Regions from separate parts of the Mus musculus genome. Here region 1 is linked to region 2. The links are chromatin contacts, called in public Hi-C maps. All regions are on one chromosome and are shown on one strand. The core of a region is the stretch at or near the end of the contact, and the rest is flanking DNA. Distances in the headings are between cores, read along the strand shown. Region 1 holds the start of Aff3 (AF4/FMR2 family, member 3). Region 2 overlaps Aff3 (AF4/FMR2 family, member 3).

Region 1 (4,807 bases), core at 585-3,084, 82 kb after region 2:
AAAACCATACAGGAGTTCAATTTGAACCAGAAAGTGGATAAGTAGCATAAACATGCGTCCAAAAAATAAGTTCTCCCCTTTAACTACAAGCCTGCCTAGATTTTAAAAAGCAAAAGTCATTTTTAAAAGGCAGTTGTTATCTGGGAAGCTATTGAATTTGTGCCAGAAACCAATATTTCAAAAGGTAAACCTGTAAAATAATAGGTATCTGTAAATGAAAGACTGGAATAACCCCAGGAGCAGCAACACAGTAATTAGCAACTTTTATAGAGTAATAACATGTTCCATATTCTCTCTACACTAGCTCTTTGAAGTTGCCAGTGTAATATATACAAGTTTTATTACATTGGAGCCCATCCTTGTGTGTTTTATAGGTGCTAGCATTATGCAGAGCAAGCTGTAGTCACCGTCGGATCTTCTATAAGAAACTGCCCGATAATTCGTGAGCTCTGTGTCTAGTTTATTTTGTTACACCTGTCTTTAAGAAAATAAAGTCACTTTGAGCCTAAGTCACTATGGAGATTCACATGCCCACATGCCATCGAGGTATGTGTCATAAATCATAAAGCAGTTTAGCTTTAAAATTGTGCATCGCATATTCATGTGCACACCACTTGCAGTTTTTGACACATGTGAACTCTTTACTGAATTAAAAAGGGAACTGCTCAGCTCTACAATCAGCGATTACCAGAGGCAGAACAGAAAGCAGTTAATATGCTTGTTCCAGCAGATGTTCATCCCCGTAAATATTAAACATAACACAAGTTCCTCCAGGAATATACAAGCAGTAATTTTACCACCTGAATAGGGCTGGTTGGAAACATTTAAGGGGTGGGGGCAATGTGAGGGATGCTGAAGCAGCCAATGGGATTTTTCAGACAACCGCAACTAGAATTAAATTGCATCTACCTGTGATTTACCTATAGCAGCTCTCCCTAATGCGAGATTAGCGAGAACTGGAACCCCAAGTGCATTCCAGGCTGCCAGCTTTGAGCTTGACAAAAAGAGTGAGGAGTTCAGCCATGGGCATGTGTGAAGAAAGGGTGCAAAGGAACCGAGAACCTCCGGGAAATGAGTCTCCCTGGGCCAAGGCCTCCGGAATTCGGGCACCAAGACACACTGGCCTCCTGCCTAGGGTGCTCACTTTTCCATCTCCAGTGGGAGTGAGGTAGGACAGAGGAAGGATGCAAACGCCAAGCAGGGAGCAGGCAGGGCGCAAGGCTAGAGAGCATCCTCTCCGGGCACTTCGTAGAGGTACCAACTCTAGGGGGTCACAGGGGTGGTGAGCCTGAGGCTCTCCGGGAGCTGGAGGGGAGCACAATCCGAAGGAAGGGAGCTGAGAGGGGCTGCGAGATGAGGGGTGGGCTCTCAGGCATCAGTGACACGTTCTAAAAATCGGTTCTCTTCCCCTCCACCGCTGCGCTCCTCCAGTGGCAGCCAGACCCCGGCCCCCTGAGCTAGCGCAGGCAAGCACCGAGGGGAGAGAACGGAACCGGAGACCGACGAATTCACGGGGAGGCGGCCGAGCATCCAGCCCGCCAAGGCTGGAAGGAGCCGGCCAGCGAGGCGGGTGTCCCCGAGCCACCCCACCCCCACGGCGGCCGGGCACCCGGAGTCCCGGCCCAGGTGAGGGCAGGCGGGGCCAGCGCGGCTCCCCAGCGGCCAGCACCGGGACTCACCACAGCGACTCGAGGTCCCATTCCTGGAGCAGGGCTAAGTCGAAGCTGTCCATGGTGGGAGGTGTCAGCGCCGCCGCCGCCGTGTCCGCCGCCGCCGCTGTGTCCGCCGCCGCCGTGTCCGCCGCCGCCGCTGCCGAGCCTCGGGCCGCCCGCGCGCTGCAACGAGAGGCGCCCGCTAAGGTGCATCCCGGCCGCGCCCGAGCCGCCGCCGCCCGCCTGCCCGCCTGCCCGCCAGTCACCCTCCCCCGGCTCTCAGTGCCCGGCACCCCCGCGGCCCCTGCTTCCCGGGCCCGCCCGGCGCACTCACCCGCTCGCCGGCTCGCGCGCAGCCACACTCGCCGAGAGCCGCGAGCTCGCTCTCTCGCCGCGCCGCCGCCCCCTCCCGGCCTGCGCCCGCCCCTCCGCCCCTCCCTCGCGGCGGCCCGGCCCGCTGCAGCCGCCGGCGCGGTGCTCTGCGCCCGCCCGCTCGCCCGCCCGCCTCTTTCTCCTCCGGGAGGCGCGTGTGCGCGGGCGAGGCCGAGGCGCGCGCGCGCGTCCTGAGCCCCGCGCCGCGCCCGCCCCGCGCGCCCCTGCGCTCCCCGCGCTCCCCGCTCTCCCCGTGCGGCTGCTCGGGGTCCCGCGCCCTTTCTCGGGCCGGACTGCCGGCTCGCCCTCCTCACCCGCGCCCCTCCATCTCTCCAGACCCTCAGTGGCCCCGAGGGTTGCGGGGGACGTCCTCTGAGCCAAAGGGAGCGGCGCAGCGGCGCCGAGGGCAGGGGGATGCCGTGCCGAGCCGAGGCCGGCCTGCAGCAAAGCAGACCCCTGCCTCTCGCCCTCGCCCCGTGTCCAGCTGGGACTTTCTGGTCCTCCGCAAATTAAGGGGAACCCGCAGGGCGCTGCGGCTGGAGGTGTGCACTCTTGAAGATCTGGGGTGGGCGCTAGGAAGGAAAAGCCCTGGGCGCCCCAGGCGCGGTGAGAGTTAACAGTGCAGCCCACGGCAGCGCTGAAAACAAATCGTTTCAAATATCTGGAGCCAGTAACTTAAGTGAAATAAAGAGGAGGCGGGAAGGAAGCGTCTTCCAAGACCTGCTTTCAGCTGCAGTTTAGCCTGGGGGCTGGGAGGACGAGGGGTATCCCACTAGCCCTCAGCTGCCCAGTCCCTGGAAACCAGTCTCCTTTCTTTTTATTTCATACTGGAAAGGCCTCTCTGGGTTTCCACTACAAACTTCCCGCCGCCTCCTCTCCTGTCTAGAGAGTGGCAGATTGTCAGCTGGAAAGATGATAGAGTACCACTGTGGCTTGTAAAAAAAATAAAACCCTTGCTATTATTACTCCCTTGGTTTGAGAGACTGCTCCCCCCTCGCTCATTATTATATACACTCTGAGAGTGGGGACTGGAGGCGTAGAGCTGGTCTATCCTTCCATCTCTGGGCTTCTGCCCTCAAAATTGAGGATCCCATGCTGGCCCCGGGGGTGGTGCATGGGGTTCCCCTCTCCCATGCTCTTGGCCCCAGTTCCTGGAGCCCTGTTCAGGATTCCCCAGGATTCCTGGAGAGAGCAGCACCGAGCAAAGCTCACCACTTACACCAAACCCCGCATGCCCTAAGGGAGGCCTTTGCAGTGTATCGGCCTTTGTTCCTTTTCTAGACAAGAAGAGCCACCATGTGAGGCCGCCAAAAATTTAGCCCCTTTGGTAGAAATCCTAGGAGCAACCCCTTTTTTTATTTCACCCACCTCTGAAGGAGAACTAACGAAGTCGTGGGCGCAGGTAGATAAACTGCCAAAAAGCCAACTAGAGTTCTATGCTCTCGGAAACAGAACTGCAAAGCTCTCGGGCCCCCATCCTTTTCTTCCCCCAGCTTTGGAATAGTTCCCTATTAGCATCCATAACTAATGTGAAAATATCAATCGCTAAGTGAAGGCAGAGTCTGCATCAAATCCGCTGTAGAAACTGACTGGTTATTTTTACAAACTAACAACTTCGCTGCTTGAAACACCACCCCGGCCCCTTTAGTTGAAGGCTACAAAAGAACAAAGGAAATATGGACAAAGTACAGGTGTGAAGGGCTGGGATCCAAAATCTTGGTCTACAGTGTATCTGGAGAGAAGGAGGGGGGAAATGTGCCTTACAGATACCTACTTAGCATAAACCCTCTTGGAAATGTTTGCTCTGGCAAAAGTGAGCTATAGACATCACATGGAGACAGCCTTCCCAGGAACAAAGGCTGGGGGTGGAGGGTGGAGGAGAGAGAGAGAGGGGAACAGCCCCTGCCTGGAAGAACTGCAAGTTCCAAGGCCTGAACAAGAAATGTGTCCTGTTCCTTGGGCTCCTGGCTGCAGCTGGGAGTCTTCTCCAGAAAGGAGACCTCCCGCCCCTCCCAGGGATCTGGCTTCCCGTCCCTTCCCTTCCCACCACATCTGTTTATACAAAAGAAGCTGCTGAAGAACAAACAGAACCGTGTTTACTGCGGGTCCCATGCCGAGCGAGCCTGAGGCTCGGACACAGATTCAAGCCTCCTCCTCTTAGTGGCTGAAGATAAATGGGTCCCAGAAAAGGAGAAAGAGCAAAAGGAGTTAGGCTTGGGGAGGGAAAGGTTATTTGTAAAAGGTCTCCCTAAAAGAGCTATGAAGGGATGGACAGATGTATATTTAAGTGTCGGCTCTGGGTCCTCACGTTTACATTTAAGTGTACTTGAGCCGGAAGTCATTTCACTGTGGGTAATTTTTTTTTTAAACGTTTCTTCACAAATAATGTATTTTCTGTTTGGGGTCTTTAACTCGAGGACGGATGCATTAGTATTTTATTTCTGGTGGATGTTTCTGTGAATAGAGCCCACTTGGAGAGTGAAGGCATTGGAAGAAACCCAAAATGTTGTTGTAGATACTGTCTTTGCCTAAGCTGTGATTGAAATAAACTGAAAATGAATAGATTTCACTGGTGAGATGTAGAGGAGTTAATGAGACTCTTCAATCTAAGAACTTATTATTTATATTTTATATTTTAACTTGTTAACTTATATTTTATATTTTATGGCTGTTCCCATTATAGAGTCATTGGTGTATGAGCCGAATCCAGCACTGAGACAAGTCAAAATTTCAACATTAGTAAAAAAAAGAAGAGGAAGAAGAAGGGGAGGAAGAAGAAGAGA
Region 2 (4,781 bases), core at 1,929-4,428:
GGTACCAGGTATGTAGACAAGCTCTGAGCTGGGCCCCGTAGGAGGGTCGGGTAGAAGAGAAACCACTGAGTGGTCCATAACACAGATCACTGCTGGGGGCGGGGGGCTTTCCAGAGCTTGGGGCGGCGACCTTCACCCTTGGCAGGCAACATGACTTCCTTGGCTAGAACTCTGTTTTCAGAATCCCACAGCCTAGGTTTACCCACTGCCTGTCCTGACTGCTCTCCTCAGAGCAGGTTTCTCTAGCCTCTCCCAAGAGCAGAGGATGTAGGAACCCCAGGGAACGCTCTCCCCTTCTTCCATTCTCCATCAAAGATAGCTGAGCAGCCTACCACGGAGGCCATTTTTCAGACACTTTGAGCTCTGGGCCAGCACACTGATGGGTATGAACACCCAGAAGGTGAACAGGGAGAGGGAAGCAACTGGTGGCAAGAAGGAGACTGCGGTGCCTCAAAAACTCCGCTGCTCTCAGCCGGCAACATGAGACGCTGTGTATAATTAAAGGAGTCTAATCAAACGCCCCGAATTTTTAACAATTGTTTTAGATTTGATGAGTCAAACTAATTACATCTTTCGTTATTTCTAAAGTAAACAATAAAAGACCCGGAATCCCGTCTCAAAAGAAAGGAGAGCAAGATGGTTGAGATGTTATTCATAAATCCCCTCCATCTACAGACTTGGTGGACAGAAAGGCAGCCGGGCTTAAATGGGTGAAAAGAAGCAATCAGAGACAAGGTGATCCAGAGTTCCAGTCTGGCAGAAAGACGAAGGTGTCCCAGATGCAGCCCCTTACGGTGGTAAGGGTTGTGTGTGAGGTGGTGAGCCTGTGGATGGAATGGTGATGATCCCGGGAGAGAGCGAGCTGGGCAATTCTGACACAACTCAACACAAGCTAGAATCACCTAAGAAGAGGCTTTTGGTGAGAGATTGTCTAGATCAGGCTAGCCAGTGGGCATTTCTGGGGGGGGACTGTCTGGATTGGCGGGAAGACCCATTTGTGGACACTGTCATTCCGCGGGCTAAGAGTTGAGAAATCTAACAAGCAAGCAAGCACAGAAGAATGTCTGCACTCTGACTGTGGCTAGAGCTCCTATGTTGGCTTTCCTACAAGGAGGGATCCCAACTTGGAAATGTCAGACAAATCAAGGAAACTAGAATAGAGCAAGGTGTGAGAGTTGTGTGATACGGTTGAGGCTGGTGGTGGTGATGAGGGAGGCTGTACTAGGACAGTGATCGTGGTGGTGGTGGTGGTGGTGGTGGTGGTGGTGGTGGTGGTGGTGGTGGGGTGATTGTGGTAATGGTGGTGATGAGGGGGGCTATACTAGGACAGTGATCGTGGTGGTGGTGGTGGGGTGATTGTGGTAATGGTGGTGATGGTGGTAGTAGTGGTTATGATGATGGTAGTGGTGGTGACAGTGATAGTCCTAAGGGAGTTTCTGAAGGCAGTATTGAAGGTGACCAGGACAGTAGTTACATGCCTGCTAAGGACAGAAAACCGTTCAACAACGCACAGTCTCTTCAAGCCCCCAAGAACGTTATGATGTCTCTGCTCCCTTATCCCGGCTTCTTCTTTCTGAGTAAAGCAATTTCAGCTCCCAGCTCACTTCGCATATCCTGCCAGCCTTACACACGCGGCCCACCATCTCCCTATAAGTGGACCCCCCTCTTCCTCGTTTGCCACCAACCATGGAGAGTAGCTCCATCTTATCCTCAGTCCTAAGGGGCTCTGCTGGGAGCATCTGTAGACCTCGGCCTTGGGTCCTCTGATTGCTCTTGCAGAAAAACGATGACGCTGAAGGCATTGCACACCTGAGTCTCCTCTACACCACGTTCTGAGAGAGCTATAATATCACACCCAGATGAACCACCCACAAAAACCCCAAGTAAACCTAGGGGTGATCTATGCCATTCTCCAGACCCATCTGATTTGTATTAAATTTTCCAATAATGACAGCTACTGCAAATGGATCTCACATGAATTATTTCATTTAATAATCTTGAAACTCCCAAGAGCCATTATCCTTAGTTTCCAATGAAGAAAACAAGAGGCTCTGAGCATAGCTAACTGGCCCTGTCCCACGGGCAGCCAGGAGAAGCTCTTCACTTAGAAGCCCGGCAGTCTGGCACCAGACATAGAATTCCTCGACTCCACTGCACTGCCTCTCTGGGGACAGCCCCCTGACAAGCTTTGACAAATGGTACCCCCATCCTTTGTTAGTAAATGTCAGGCTGAAGGGTGTTAATTTCAAATGGTGACTATTCTTTTAAGATTTGCTAGTCACCCTTGATTGACTCAATTTTACAAATTCTGTAGTCAAAAACAAAATAAGCAAAAAATAATTTAAAAGGATACAAAACATCAAACCAAACCAAACAAAACAAAACAACAACAACAACAGCAGCAGCGGCAGCAAAAAACAGTCATATTACTTCAATTAAGACAACATCAGCCCCTCACTGACTCTAGACTGCAAGAGTTATAATCCATTTCCCTATTTTATCCTGTTGAGGTGGAATTCCATATATGGAATTCCTTAGAAATTACATAACAACGTAATAAGAGCATTCTGTAACTCGCATGGTGAGGTTTCTGCTGCAACCTGGAAGGGGACCTGCTGCACCAAGCTTTTACTGATCATCTTCTGGGTCCAAACTCCATTTCTATGTCCCTGGAAATGAAGACTTTAGAATTTCTCTTGTAAACATCCTCCAGTGGATAGAGAGAGAGAGAGAGAGAGAGAGAGAGAGAGAGAGAGAGAGAGAGAGAGAGAGAGAGAGAGAGAGAGAGGTGACAGATAAATGACAGCTTTGCATTGCCAAGGGTTAAATGTTTTTCCTGAGGGAGGCCTAAGCCTCCATACCATGAGAACAAGTGTCAGGCGCTAATGGAATTGTTCCATGATAAATAAACTGCCAGGCTGGATGACAAGCAGCTTTCAAAGAGGCTTTCCATATAGTCTAACCAGCAGAAGTTAATTTGAGTTTCTTAACAGGACCTTTTCCCTTCGCAGTGTAAAAGTGCCTTGGGATGAAGCAATTACTCTGATTTACCATCTTCTCCTTGGTAGAATATAAAGATGCGGCGAGCCTCACAAAAGCAGTAACTTAGCCAAATGAGACTGGCTTGCAAAGTCCCTACTATGCTATTTCCAAGCACTCCCTCCCTGGCAGCAGCACGGAGCTGCCATCAATCACGGGTGCCCGAGCTGACGCGGGTGGAGGAGGCTGCTTCCTCTCAGGGCTGTGCATGTTGGAGGCAATCAATCATGTTTCCCTACAGCAAACGCTCAGTTAAGATTTGTCTTCACTTTGCAGCATGTTTCCCAATCTCAGCTTCTAGGAACTCGAAGAGCTGCTTATGGCTCTGCCGAGTTTCACAGCATTCATTGCCTGTGTTTTAACCAGGATGCTTTTCTACACAGTCACTGTCTTAGCCACTCTGGGTCATTGAGCTGGCGCCTCAGGTTTGAGGTTATCAAGATGGCCAAGTTGAATCTCCCAAGTAGATCAGGCTCCTGGGCATAGAGCTGGGCAGACTGAGTGTTAGCCCTTAAGGAATGCACTGTCCTCTCCTGAATCCAGCCCCTCGATATGCCTGCCCAGAACCACCTTGGAGATACGCACCTACTGGTTGGAGCAGGCTTTCTGCAAAGGAATGAATAAATTCAGGCTACTTCTACCTGCTGCCCTGAATTAATTTACCTGTCAGGCACAGAACTAGCTGATGGCCAGGGTGAAATCCAGCAGAGCTGACTTTCAACAGAATATGCACGGGACCAACATACCTTCTGATCATACAGGACAACAATTCCATATAGACAGCATGGCTGAATTACTTATAGGGGAGGGGAGAGGATCTGTTTCTGCACAGGGCAGTTTATCAGCTTAACCTGGAGCCTCGTAGGTCAACAGAGTGGGAACAAATAAGGGACAACATTTTGATGCTCTCCAGCCCTGACAGAAAACACGTAACATTCCCTGAGAATAAAGCTGTAATCATGCCACCACAAAGCTGGACCGGGGTGTAGAGCCTTGTCACAGAGCATCTGGCAAACCAGGCAGATTCTCTCTCTATTTTCTGACCTGCAACACTGCCCCCTTACCTGCCCCACCCAACCAGATTCTATTTGTCTCCTCTGAGCTCTGCAGCTTGCCCCCATGCCCACATTCCACAGACAAACTCACTTTGTCCCATGTGCTCACTGTCTTGGGGTTTCCTGGCCTTTTGAGAGAGACATATTCAGGCATTTGAGACACCAGTCTTTAAGAAGGGAAAGCGAGCAGTTCTCCCTGCCTGTTCCTCTCACGTGGCCCTTCCCTGTCAGCCAGTTTCTGACACTTGTTGGCTCTCCCCAGCGCCTGGCCTGGTCTCCTGTCCGCACGATCTGCTTCTGCTGCTCATGGCCAGCTCGTTACTTCCCTGCAGGGCTAACCCATGGGCAGGATCACTTCCCAACCTCCTACTGCTAACACTGTCTTGACTGGGTGCCTGAGGTACTTCTAACCCCCTTCTGCTTCCCTGTACTACCCCGGGGCTCAAAGGGGCTGCCATGCTAACTGAGTCTTTCCTCCCATTACAGTCCCCTGACCAATGTCTGACTCCAGCACTGCTCATCATAACGTCCAGTCAATCCCTAGACCAGATACAGCTAAGCGGTGCTGGCTCTCCTCCACTGGAACCTCCCTACCCATAATCACCACTGGGTCCATCCAAGACCCCAGGGGCCTTCCCATGCGTCTCCTAGCTTTTCTTTCTGACAGTTAAGTGTCCCTCTGCATCT

What was found. A called contact is a pair of places that touch in the nucleus more often than the background predicts.
Region 1: a contact with region 2 is called in a Hi-C map of cerebral cortex, with 2.0 times the contacts expected there. The contact joins the promoter of Aff3 here to the enhancer-like site in region 2. A contact is called at or near these places in 1 of 39 promoter capture datasets (hippocampal neurons), 5 of 484 Hi-C or Micro-C datasets (3T3-L1-derived adipocytes, cerebellar granule neurons, cerebral cortex and 2 more), 5 of 115 datasets of contacts at active chromatin or transcription factors (double positive thymocytes, embryonic forebrain, embryonic stem cells and 1 more) and 2 of 9 other capture datasets (adipose tissue and liver).

What each region holds. Positions count from the first base shown.
Region 1 is chr1:38,625,410-38,630,216 of GRCm38.p6, forward strand. Aff3 (AF4/FMR2 family, member 3) reads right to left here and starts at 1,835. Exons shown (of 22, transcript NM_001290814.1): 1 at 1,680-1,835. The coding sequence starts at 1,732.
Region 2 is chr1:38,542,558-38,547,338 of GRCm38.p6, forward strand. The region is part of intron 1 of Aff3 (AF4/FMR2 family, member 3); the gene reads right to left. Among named protein-coding and RNA genes, the nearest start is that of Aff3, 82 kb to the right of the region's middle. Within about 2 kb of position 3,179, at least 40 of the 459 cell types and tissues checked have an H3K27ac peak or open chromatin away from gene starts, as enhancers often do. A contact at or near this core is called in 3T3-L1-derived adipocytes, cerebral cortex and hippocampal neurons, where this site is marked.